Regions from separate parts of the Mus musculus genome. Here region 1 is linked to region 2. The links are chromatin contacts, called in public promoter capture Hi-C maps. All regions are on one chromosome and are shown on one strand. The core of a region is the stretch at or near the end of the contact, and the rest is flanking DNA. Distances in the headings are between cores, read along the strand shown.

What was found. Promoter capture Hi-C pulls out the DNA fragments that hold promoters and counts their contacts.
Region 1: a promoter capture Hi-C map of cranial neural crest shows a contact between it and region 2, with 3 times the contacts expected there. The contact joins the enhancer-like site here to the promoter of Rtl6 in region 2. A contact is called at or near these places in 7 of 39 promoter capture datasets (cranial neural crest, embryonic stem cells, hematopoietic stem and progenitor cells and 4 more), 1 of 484 Hi-C or Micro-C datasets (embryonic stem cells) and 1 of 9 other capture datasets (adipose tissue).

Annotation. Positions count from the first base shown.
Region 1 is chr15:84,650,140-84,656,607 of GRCm38.p6, forward strand. No RefSeq gene overlaps it. Among named protein-coding and RNA genes, the nearest start is that of Gm34201, 26 kb to the left of the region's middle. Within about 2 kb of position 4,247, at least 223 of the 459 cell types and tissues checked have an H3K27ac peak or open chromatin away from gene starts, as enhancers often do. A contact at or near this core is called in embryonic stem cells and stem cell-derived epiblast-like cells, where this site is marked.
Region 2 is chr15:84,554,244-84,559,921 of GRCm38.p6, forward strand. Rtl6 (retrotransposon Gag like 6) reads right to left here and starts at 3,580. Exons shown (of 1, transcript NM_177630.4): 1 at 1-3,580. The coding sequence starts at 2,950. The coding sequence ends at 2,219.

The DNA of each region.
Region 1 (6,468 bases), core at 2,997-5,496, 97 kb after region 2:
GGAAGGAAGAAAGAAAGAAAGAGAGAGAGAGAGAGAGAGAGAGAGAGAGAGAGAGAGAAAGAAAGAAAGAGATAGAGAGAGAGAGAAAGGAAGGAAGGAAGAAAGACAGAGAGAGAAAGAAAGAAAGAAAGAAAGAAAGAGAAAGAAAGAAAGAAAGAAAGAAAAAGAAAGAAAGAAAGAGAAAGAGAGAGAAAGAGAGAGAAAGAGAGAAAGAAAGAGACAGAAAGAGAGAGAAAGAGAGAAAGAAAGAGACAGAAAGAGAGAGAGAGAGAGAAAGAGAGAGAGAAAGAGAGAAAGAGAGAAAGAGAGAAAGAGAGAAAGAAAGAAAGAAAGAAAGAAAGAAAGAAAGAAAGAAAGAAAGAAAGAAAGAAAGAAAGAAAGAAAAGAGAAAAAAGCTGAATTACTTGGGTCCACAGAGTAAACTCAAAGTTGGGCCTCTCTGCCTTTGTTTTGTGTCTGACTCCTTTCCTTGGGGTCACCCACTCACCTCTTCAGGCCGGTGTGTCAGTCATTCAAGAAGTATCTGCCCAAGTCATTTGATCTCCTTTGAAGACACAGATGCAAGTTGTCCTCCTAAACCTGGAGTCAGCTCAGACTCCAGAAAGACCAAACCCTTAAGGGACAGATGTTGAGGTCTGGTCTGTTGCTATGTATTGTAATGCTAAATTCTGTATCCCATGGTCTAGTTGCCTCAAGATGAGTGAATTCTCGCATATGCTAGCTTTTGTTGTGCAAACCTTGCTTCTTAATTTAAAATTATTCGTTGAAGATACCTACAACATGTAACTGGGCAGAAGAGAAGTAGATAGGACTTTGGTTCCCAGGCTTGGGGTCTAAGGCAGGGACCAGGAAGAGAGGGAAGGGAAGAAGGAAGAAGGCACCATAGGGTAGGTAGACTGTGAGTACATGGCCATGAGAGCTGGCCTGTTGGAGCAGGAGCAGTCCAGGCAAAACACAGCAAGTGATATCTCGGGATTATTGACAGAGAAGTAGGGAAAAATAACATAGAGGGTTACTATCTACTTCAAGACTCATTGTAAATATAAATGTTTTATAGCTTTTGAGATCAAAGGTAGGGTAGAAACCCCCAAATAATATTTACCACAAGAGACAGACACCCAACATGGGCACAGTTATCAACGAGGAGACCCCTGGTGTGGAGGCAACTGGAACCCTCAAGTGAGGACAGCAATACAGACGTCTTGAGACCACCTTGCAGGACCAGAGCTGAGGACGTGGTGTTGGGGCTGCACCTTCCCTGGGATATTTCACTATGCAAACATCCTGGGCCTACTCTAATTCTTCTTCTATTTAAATCTAGACCTGTGTCACAACCCCAAAGATGAACTAGGGATACTCTTTATTCCCCTTCCCAGTTTGGCCACAAGGAATAAATCTCTCTGCTTTTTAGGACTGTTTGTCTCTTTAAGTGGTAATTTGAGAAGGAAAGGCCAGGTCTAACCTGTAGCGCTGGAGCTCAGGATTTTGCCCTAAAAACTTCAGTTATTAGGTAGTTCGTTAAACATTAGTAAGCTTGAAAATCGTTAAGGATTGGGGCTGGGAAGGTGGCTCAGAGGTTAAGAGCACTTGCTGTTCCCGTAGAAGACCCATGTTTGGTTCTCAGTACCCATGACGGGTGGCTGGCAAATGCCTATAACTCCATCTACCATGGGAATTGACACTATCTTCTGGATTCTTAGAGCCCTACTCATGCGTACACACAGATAGTTAAAGATAATAAAGATGGAAGTAAATCATTAAAAGAACATACAGAAAAGATGGCTACCTAAACATAAGCATCCCGAACCGGGTGGTGGTGGCGCACACCTTCAATCCCAGCACTTGGGAGGCAGAGGCAGGCAGATTTCTGAGTTTGAGGCCAGCCTGGTCTACAGAGTGAGTTCCAGGACAGCCAGGGCTACACAGAGAAACCCTGTCTCGAAAAACCAAAGAGAGGGAGAGAGAGAGAGAGAGAGAGTTAGTTCAATCCCCAAGCAGGGCATAAACCAAATGTGGGGTACACACTTGTAGTCTTAGGCCTTGGGAAGCTGGAGGTAAGAGGATCAGGAGTTCAAGACCATCCTTGGCTCCCTAAGGAGTTCCAGACTAGCCTTGGATACATAAGACTCTTCTCAAAAGGAGTTAGAGGCACTGGAGAGGTGGGTCTATGTTTAAGAGCACTGACTGTTCTTGCAGAGGACTGGGATTTAGGTCCTAGCACTCATGTAACAGCTTACAACTCTCTCTAACTCCAGTTCCAGAGATCTGATACCCTCTTCTGACCTCCACAGGCACCAGGCACACAAGTGGTACACAGACATACATGCAGGCAAAATACTCATACACACAAAATTTTATATATACATATACACACATATATGTAAATATATAAACACACACACAAACACACACACATACATATGAAAATGGCAGGGCATGGGGGTATACATCTTCAAACCCAGAACTTAGGAGATAGAAACAGACAAATTGGGCTGGAGAGATAGCTCACTGACTGTTCTTCTAGAGGTCCTGAGTTCAATTCCCAGCAACCATATGGTGGCTCACAACCATCTGTAATGGGATCCGATGCCCTCTTCTGGTGTGTCTAGAGACAGCTACAAAGTGCTCATATAAATAAAATAAATCTAAAAAAAAAGAAAAGAAACAGACAGATCCCTATGTGTTTGTGGCCAGCCTGATCTATCTAATGAGTTCTAGGTCAGTCAAGCTTACCCTAGTAAAATCCTGTCTCAAAAAACAAACAAACAAACAAACAAACTTTAAATGCCACATTTCTCTGGGGCCACTAAGAAAGGCCAGTGTAAGAAAGGGTACAAGGATGGAGGTCCAAAGAAAATCAAGCAAAGCCCAGAAACTCCAGATCTGAGCAAGGCTCATCCCATGTAGGAGACAAAACGAAGGCTTTGGATGAAGAGCTAACCGGGTGTGAAGACACACAGGCTGTCAGGTAGACGGAGGTCTGGGGGTTCCCTTGTGGGGCATCTCCTTCCCCATCCCCGGGTTTTAAGCAGTGCAGTGGCAGAGGGTAAGATGGGGCCTAGAATTCAGAAACAGAGCTGGGAGTCCCGCAGGGTTATGAGTTTTCATGCTCTTAGATTCCAGGAATCCGCTCAGTCGAAAGGTGAAGAATCCAGTGTAGCGACCTCCTCAGCCACACAGCCAGCTCAGCCCTTCTGTGCCAGGGCTGGGGAGGGCTGACTGAGGACATGAGGCTCCGCTCAGAGGAGAGCCCAGGCTAATGAAAGTCTTTATCTGGCTCAACTTGGCTCAGCTAAACCCTGACCATCAAGTAGGCATTATAGGCTCTGCAATAAAATAGATAAAGAAGAGGCGGGGTGTGGGGGTGCTATCTGGAAATCAAAGTCAACCTGAACTACATGTGACCCTATCCCAAGAAATCAAAATAGAGTACCCCCGCCCTCTGGTTTTTCCAAGACAGGGTTTCTCTTGTAACCTTGGCTGTCCTGGACAGGCAGATAGAGTTCAAGGCTAGCCTGGTCTACAGAGTGAGTTCCAGGACAGTCAGGGCTACATAGAAAACCCCTGTCTTGAAAAAGGAAAGAAAGAATTCTAGGGTTATGGATATATAACCATCTAAGCCATCACACAGAATCTATAACTTTGTGAGGATCTCAAGCAACCCAAGATAGCTTTGACTCTGCTCTATAACCAAGAAGGACTTTGAACTCCTGGTCGGTGCTGGGACCCTACCTGGTTTTATGCCATGCTGTGGGTGGAACTTGGGGCTTTGTGTGTGCTAGACGAGTATTCTACCAACGGAGCTACAGCCCCAGCCCCAGAATTAAAAAAAAAAAAAAAAATTTTAAGGACAAATGTCTTCAATAGATGCAAAAACGAATAATCCTCAAACAAATTAAAAAAAAAAAAGGGATACCCCACCAACCGGTAAAGAAATTCCAAGAACGTATAGACTAACGTCACAGTAAATCGGAAGCTTTCTCCAGCAGCCCGGCATAAGACATGGATCTCGGCTCTCCCCATTCCCCCCTTGATCCGGAAGCGCTAAACAGCCTGTATGTTGCTCGCGTAGGAAACCTAGAAGCGTTCTACAGAGCCCTGGCTCTGTGGATAAAGCACCGAACGGACCCGTTGAAAGGTCTGGGATGCTGACGGCAGGCTGGCTGCAGGCTCTCCAAGAAGCCAGCCATCTCAGGCCAACTGCGCCTGTGCTGACTCTACATGGAAACCTGAGAGCAGCCGCGGAAGGACAGATTGCTGGCAGGATGCCAGACCACAGCCTTCGTCACTAATCCCACCCTGGGACACAGGATGTGGATGAGTGGGGGGAGGCGGGGCGGGGCGGGGGATGGGGCAGCTGCCTGCCGGGCTTTCTGAGTGTGCATGGAGGAGGGAGCTTAGACTCTTTATCATCAAGTTCTATGTCTTGGGGTGGGGGAGGAAGAGTTGCCGGCCAGAGCTGTTCCCATGGGGATGAAGGAAAGGTGCCCATCCTGGAACCAGGGTCCTGATCTCCTCATCCTCTCAGGCTCTTCTGTGGGGACCCAGGGTGGACACTCACTGGCAGGGCAGCTGAGGACTGCAGGATGACACTTTCCCAGGAACTGTAAATCTGTGAGCCTGCTGTTGAGGGAGACTTTCCCTCAGCTCTCCCTAGCGGACAGAAGCAACCCAACCCCTATGGTAGCAGTTCCCAGGCTATGGGGGGAGGGGAAGTCGCATTGCAGATATCCTGCATAGCAGATATATTCCATTACGGTTCATAGCAGTAGCAACATTACAGTTATGAAAATTTAAGTTAAGCATCAACAAAGCAATCTTAAGGTTGGGGATGACCACAATGTGAAGAACGAAATAGAAAGGCCACGGCGCTAGGAAGGTTGAGAACCACCGCATGGGCTTCCAACATCACAACCTTGATCATAGCAACTGGCAGAATTAGCGTTTAGGCCTCGCTCACCCTGCTCTTCAGCCCTGCCCTTCAAGCTCTTCCGAGCAACTGGGAGTCCTTCTGCATTCCAACCCCAGCTTCCCAGCTGCAAGGCTTCCCTGTGGGCTTGTTACTCAAGTTAAGGTCTGGGCCCTGGCAGCCCCCCCAACAAGCCAAGCTCAGCAAACTGTCCTCGACAAGCCAATTAAAGACAAGCAACACGCAGAGAGGAGAAAATAGGAAGTTTATTCAACATAGCCATGTTGGGAAGGTGAACGCAGAGGCCCAGGGACTGCTTCCTACTCAAGGCCATCTTCTGTGTCCTAACAAGATATTTAGGCTGACATAAAGGGGAAGAAGTGTGCATAGCCAGGCAGTCCTGGTCCAAGCGGGGCCCCGCCTACCATCATTGTCTGCGTCTAGTCTCTTCTGCAAGGTGGTCTGATAAACTATGAGGACCGTGCAGAATCTCTTCCTAGGATGCAAGCTCCTCCTTGGGTCAGCTCTAGGAGTCAGCTTTGTTCTTTTCCCAGTGTGAAACCCCTGGGAATATCAATATCCCAGAATCGTGGGGTGCATTATCTCCATAGTCTGACAGCCAAGGGGAGGGGCTCATGAGTCTGTTCGGAATAGTTTTTATCCTGACAGATTGTCACAAGCTCAAGGGTAGACGTGGGGGTGCGGGGGGCAATGTGGAAGCCTTCAGAAGTCCTGGGCCTCTGAGGAGTTGCTCGAAATATGACATTTGGCTTGTGTTAGAAGGGAAAAGCTTCCTGGTATGAGCTCATCTGGGTGCAGTTCCTTCAGCTGCACCCCAAGATGGAGCCATGTTGCTCAAAATTCCTCACTGGAGGAAATATATGAATAATATCTATCTCTCCCTCCTCACAAGCTCCCAATGACAATTCATGGGTGTATGAAGCACAGGGGACCCCAGCCCATCCCCACTGAGCAGTCTACACTCAACATGGATGATAGCCACTCTGTGTCTGTGAGGAGGGAACATTTTCCCCTTGCATGGGGTTTGGGGTTTTGTTTGTCAACTTGACATACCCTAGAGTTATTCTGCATGAGGGAGACACAATTAAGAAAATGCCTCCATCAAATCTGGCCTGGAGACAAGTCTGTTGGACATTTTCTTGATAGATGATTGAGGTGGGAGGGGCCAGACCTCTGTAAGTGCTGCCACCTCAGGCAGGTGCCCCACCCCCCACCCCCGGTTGTATAAAGAGCAGGCTGAACAAGCCATGGGGAGCAAGCTAGTAAGCAGCAGCCCTCCATGGCCCTGCTGCCATTCCTGCCTCCAGGTTCCTGACCAACTTACCTTCATGGTGGACCACAGGTGTAAGCTGAAATACACTCTTTCCTCCCCAAGTTGCTCTATAGGTCATGGTGTTTATCCCATCAACAGGAAACTAACTAGGACAGAAACTGGCTCCGGAGTCATGGGGTACCGCTGTGACAGACCTCACTATGTCGTTCTGGGGATAACCCTGTGTTTGTTTGGAACTACAAGTTAGAAAAGTCATTCAGGGCTC
Region 2 (5,678 bases), core at 2,330-4,829:
AAGCTCCTGACGGACATCTCCCAGGCAAAGGGCCACAGGATGGCCTTAGCACTCAGGCTACGCAGCCGAGCATTTGCCACCCAACACCCTGTCCCCAGTGTGTTCCAGCTAAGCCCCAGGCTTGCTCCCTAAGTCACGCTATGCCTATGCCAACTTCTCCACTGCCATTCACTCCCCTGCAAGCTGAAGCCCAGGGCATGCACATCCAGAAGTGGCTCTGTCCTCTGCAGCAACAGGCATCTATCTCAGGCCCGCCCAGATGCCCTAACACAGAGCATGCGCACCCTGTCATACAGAGCATGCGCACCCTGTCATGGATTTAGCCAGGGATAAGGAGATGGATCTTTGCTGTTTCCTCAAAGTCACTGAATGCTTTGGGACATGGAGATAATTCCAAGATCACAGTAAACATTGGGCTGGGAAGTCACCCAAATGCCAGGTCCCCCTGTCCATTAGACGCTGAGTACAGTGAAGCCCCACCTACCGGATGGGTGTCACAGAGTCTGGAGAGCGGGCACAGTACCGCCGCGACTGTCAATGTGGAGTGACACAACTCCTTCATAGACCAACTCCCCCATTCCCCTCTCCCTGTTCTCTTCTGAGCTCAAGCAACTAGAACCTTAAGATATGTACAAAGCCTCCCCCTCTTGCTCAGCTTTAGGTCCAGTTATCACAGTCTCCCTCTGGAGCTACATGGGCCTTGCACCTCATCGTCTTGGCTGGGGACAAACCACGGCCCCGACGAGAGCCACCATGGGCCCCTCAGCAACCAATCCCAAGTGTCTCTTCCAGGTCCGACGCAGAGGGCAAGCCTCAACCCTCTCTTGTGTGCTCCAGGCTCCAAGCCACAGAGAGCTATTGAGATGTCGGTCCTAAATACATGCATCAAGAAACAAAACCATTGCCAAGCCACCACCACCAGAGCAGAGGTAGGGACGGAGCCACTGAGGCAGAGTGGCCCAGGTGGGTCAGACCAGATGCAGCAGAAGGTAATGAAGCCACACCTGGAGACAGGCAGCCTGAATGGCTCTGAAGCAAAACCTAATGCAAATACAGCCAGCACCCATTGGTCCGAGGAGCCAGGGCAGGTGACCTGCCTCCCCGGTGGATGGGCCTCGACAACAACGTGGAAAGCCACAAAGAAACCTTCCAGTTGTCACCTGCCTCCACATACACCTCCTCCCTATCCCCCATTTTTTCTGGTGCAGCTGTAGCTTCACCTGGGGACCCCTCCACCGAAAGGTCATGCATGAGACTCAGCTGCTGGGGATAGGTGAGTACTCTCAGTGGAACCCCAGGAGTCTTCCACCTGCTTATAGCACCATAGTGCCAGCAGGGTGCCCTGGCTGTTCAGTGAGGCTGCTAGGCTAACAGAGTTAACAAGAAGCAGGTGGCTATGGGCCGGGAGCCCAGCGAGCAGCGAAGACTCCTGTCCTGGTCTTGCAAAGGTGGCTGTGCTGGTTAGTCAGTCACTTTTCCCAATGACGGAGAAAGTCTCTGGAAGAGGCCGGGTTCTAGGCCCCAGCCTCTGGGCTCCTGAGAGGAGAGAGATGTCTTTCCGTGGGTTCAGAGGCGGTTTTGTTGTTGTTGTTGGTTTTCTTGTGGTCAAGCCAAGACCATGCAGAGGAGGGCAGGAAAACCCAGGAGAGGTAACCCATCTCCCCAAAGGGGCCAGGTAGGTATGTAAACACAGTTCATTTGGCATTGAAATGACAGATGATGTCATGGTCCAGAGGCTTGGCTGAGTCTGATTGAGAGGTCATCCTCCTGTGAGGCTCTGCTCCTTGGGACTGGAACATGTGTCCACATGAGACCCGAAGCAGTTGGCCACTCCTCGCCAGTTCTTCAGCCTGGGGCAGCAAGAGCTGTAGGGAGTGTTCCAGGAGCTGAGTATCCGTGAGCTGAGCTCGCAGAGGTGGTCAGCCTAAATGGTTCCTGGGCAGGCACATGCCCAAGGGGCTGTGTTGTGATTGCTGGAGAAGCTGGGATTGCAAGCAACAGAAAGGGGGAGCATGCACTGAGTCGCGGGTAACGCTAACAAAACAAATACACGCCGCACAGCGGGGTGGGTGACCAATGCCGATGACAGGATGGTCTCCCGTAGACCAGAGAGGCGTGAAGGGTGCCTCAAACAGGGCAAAGCTACTGAATTGACAACTCTCAACAACGGAGTCTAGCTACCTGGGTGGACACAGACTACCAGGGTGGTGGCAAGTCCTTAAAGGTTCCGGCCACGAGAGGGCAAGGCTGGTGCGGGATTGGTCCCGTTGGAGGCTGGATGCACCGGGCAGGATCCTGTGCCAGCTGCGGCCAGTTGGCGACACAACATCTGGCGCTCCCGCTCTCGCTCCCGCACAGCCCTATTGGACGCGGATGTCTTCCGGATTTGTGCTCGCCTTGAGTGCCTCAGCGGGGACTTGTAGGTTCTGCGGAGCTCAGCCAGAAACCCCTGGTAATTGTTTCGCAAAGGGCTGTCTGGTTGCATGTGGGGGATGGCCCACTTCTCCGCCTCCCCAGTCAGACGGGATACCAGGAAGGCCACTCTCTCGGCTTCACCGGGGAAGCGGGAGGCTTGAAAAATCATGAACCTGTCCATCTGCATCAGGAACCCTGCCAACTGTCCAGGGTCTCCTGAGAAGGGTTCAGGCAGTGAGGTGGGTGGCGTGGTCATGGGTCGGGTCCCATTGGAGGTGATGGCAGAGATAGGTGGAGTAATCTGTAGAGCGCCAGGGATGCGCGCTCGGGTGCGCAGCAGAGTTAGTTCGGCCATCACACTCTCCAGCATGTTGGTGAGGTTGGCCTTCTCCGCCCTCAGTGTGGAGGCCTCGCGCCTCAGCGCGGAGTTGGTGAGGCGCAGAGAGGTCAGGGTGTCAACTACGTCATCCATCTGAGCGCTGGCACCAGGGGCAGAGGCTGGGCTTTCAGTTTTGGAGGTCCGAGGTTGGACCATGCTGGCGGCCAAAGTTAAGCCACAGGTACCTGGAGAACCAGAGCGCAAGGCCTTGGATGCTGAAGCAAGCCTGAGGACGCTGGTCCTGTCCTGGATGCAGTTCCTTTCTGCAAGCTTCGCAGGATCAAAGTGTGGGTCGCTGGCTGGACCTGCCCAGGCCCTGAAGGATGCTCGAGCTGGATAGCCCTTGTAGAATGCATAGGCTGGATCTGCCCAGGCCTTACGAGATGCGCGGACCTGCCAGACTTTGCAGGATGCACCTGCCGGAGCTCGGGCTGCGGATGCAGGCACTGACCACCGGTGCCATGCGACCACCCGCGCGTGAACAAAGGCGTCGGCACCTGGGCTGGCCCAGGCTGGGCGGCGTATGTACCTGTCGCTCCGCTGCTCCCTCCGCTGCCAAGATGGCCCGAGGGTCGAGGCCGCGCCCGGCCTGTACGTCACGGAGGCCGCCGGAACTGCTTTCCGGGCAGCGGCGGCGGGGGTGGCAATTCCTGCGGGGCTGGCTTGACCTGGTCCCGGCGCTGCGCTGCGCGGTCACCGCGCGGTCTTTGTGCAGGCGCGGCCAGCTAGACGGCCGCTGGGAACCTGGCAACTGGGCCAGGGCCTGCTGGTTGCCATAGAGACCGCTCGCTCTCGGAGCAGCGGCCGGGACCTTGCCTTCCGGAAGTGACGCACCTGCGCCTTTCTCAACAGCCTATTAGCGAGGAGCTTGGCTTCTGCCAGCTGAAATCTTGGAAAGATTAGCTTGGAAATTAGATAGTCTTGGAAAGATTATCTTCTTTACGATTCCTACCCAGGCCGCTCGCGGAGCCTCTCAGAGACAGTATCTTTTTTTTTTTTTTAAGTGAGATTGATTTTTCTTCCTGTGATTTGAACACCATTCGCATGAACTGTATGATCATGGTAGCAGATCTTGACAAGAAAACTATTTTTTTTTTTTTTTGAGGCAGTCTCCTGTAAACCAGACTGGTCTGGAAAACTCAGAAAGTAGCCAGAAATGACCTTGAACCTCTCCTGCCTCTACATTCCCCGTGGTGGATTGTGGGAATTCAATACTGGCTCTGAACCCACAATGTAGCCAAGGATGACTACGACCCTCTCATCCTTCGGTTGCCACCCCGGGTGTGCTGGGGTTACTTGCTCTGAGTGCCATAGCCCTCCGTGCACAATGTTGAAGGTTAAACCCAGGGCCTCATGCTTGCAAGCATGCCACCACTGAGCTGAATCCCCATCCTTGGAAACGTCTTTCAAAAACAAAGCAGAAACATTACAGTTCCCCTCAGTGTTCTACACGCGCGCGCGCGCGCGCGCGCGCACACACACACACACACACACACACCATCTTGTTCAATAGTCCACCATTTTCCCATTAGTATCCTAATAGGAAACATTGACTTTTGTGCCTTGTAGATGGTCATGTCTCCCTAGTCACATTGAATTTTGAGATTTTCCTAGGGGAGGTAATACAGAAGCATGTCTTTCTATTATTGCCTAGGGCTTCACCGAAAGCCTGTGCTACCTTTTACTCCTGCCTGCCCTCTTGATAGATGGCCAACTTACCTTACACGCTGAATTTTGTGAGCATAGTTTATGTGAGTCTTAGCCCCTTCCTCTGACAGTTGTTCCTCATGGTCAGTTCCATACTGGGATAAACTGGGAGAGACAATACCATCTGTGAAGCCCTCCTATGATGCAGTCTAGCGAGAGTGACTGCAGGTGGGAGACAGACCTGGGGTGGAGATGTGTTCATTCGGTCTATAGATTTTGGTCTTGGAGTGAGGGATTGTGGCTGAGGGTATCCACACTATGAGAGTGTTATAGAATCTAATGCTGTGCTCGTGAGGGGTGGCCCCTGGAAAAAAAATCACACCACACTACAGACCTGGTGTAAGGAGGTTTATCTGGGGGAACAGAGGGGAGTGAGGACATGGAGAAAGGTTAGAAGGAGAAAGACAGGAGTAGAGCCATGGGGGCAGAGAAGGGGGGCAGAGGAGGACAGAAAGGAGAGATAAGCCAGCCAGGAACACATGGGAGTAGAGAGAAATGGAGAAGGGAAGGGAGGGAGAAGGGGAGAGGGAGGGAGAGGAGAGAGAGAGAGAGAGAGAGAGAGAGAGAGAGAGAACTGGGGTAGCCCTGCCAGGCCACCTGCACCTGGTAGCAGGCAGGTGATGACGTAAGCCTTTGCTAGGTTCCAGGAGGAGCCTAGCAGAACTGCCTGTGGTAGGCTAGCAAAAAGAACTCTTGCATTCCCTTGCTCCAGACTGTATATTTTCAGCCATCAAGAACTCTCCAGAGCATGAAGCAAGAGAGGATAGGACAGTGTACCCTCATGCCACTTCTGCAAGGTCTCCAAAATCAGGGGGAGGCAGGGGCTGCTGTCACCTTGACTGAGGCCAAGGAGTTCAAACTCAAACTTGTTCTGGATTGGGCTCCCTCTTCACCCCCCCCCCCACACACACACCGTGTTTCTGAACATACCTGGGCATCCATCCCCTTGTGTGTCAGGCTCTCAGAACCACAGTGGTACCTCCCAGGTCCCTGGATGCTGTGGGCTACAAAGGGGCTGCAGTTCAGCCGTGATGGACAGTGTAATTCTAAGGTCCCCCAGTGCCTTGGAGAGAAATGCCATATGTTGCTGAGAAAGTTCCACAATAGCCTCACTCTTCAGTTCCAAGTGAGAAAAATTTTCTATTGAGCATGTACTGAGGAAAGTAAAAGAACAATT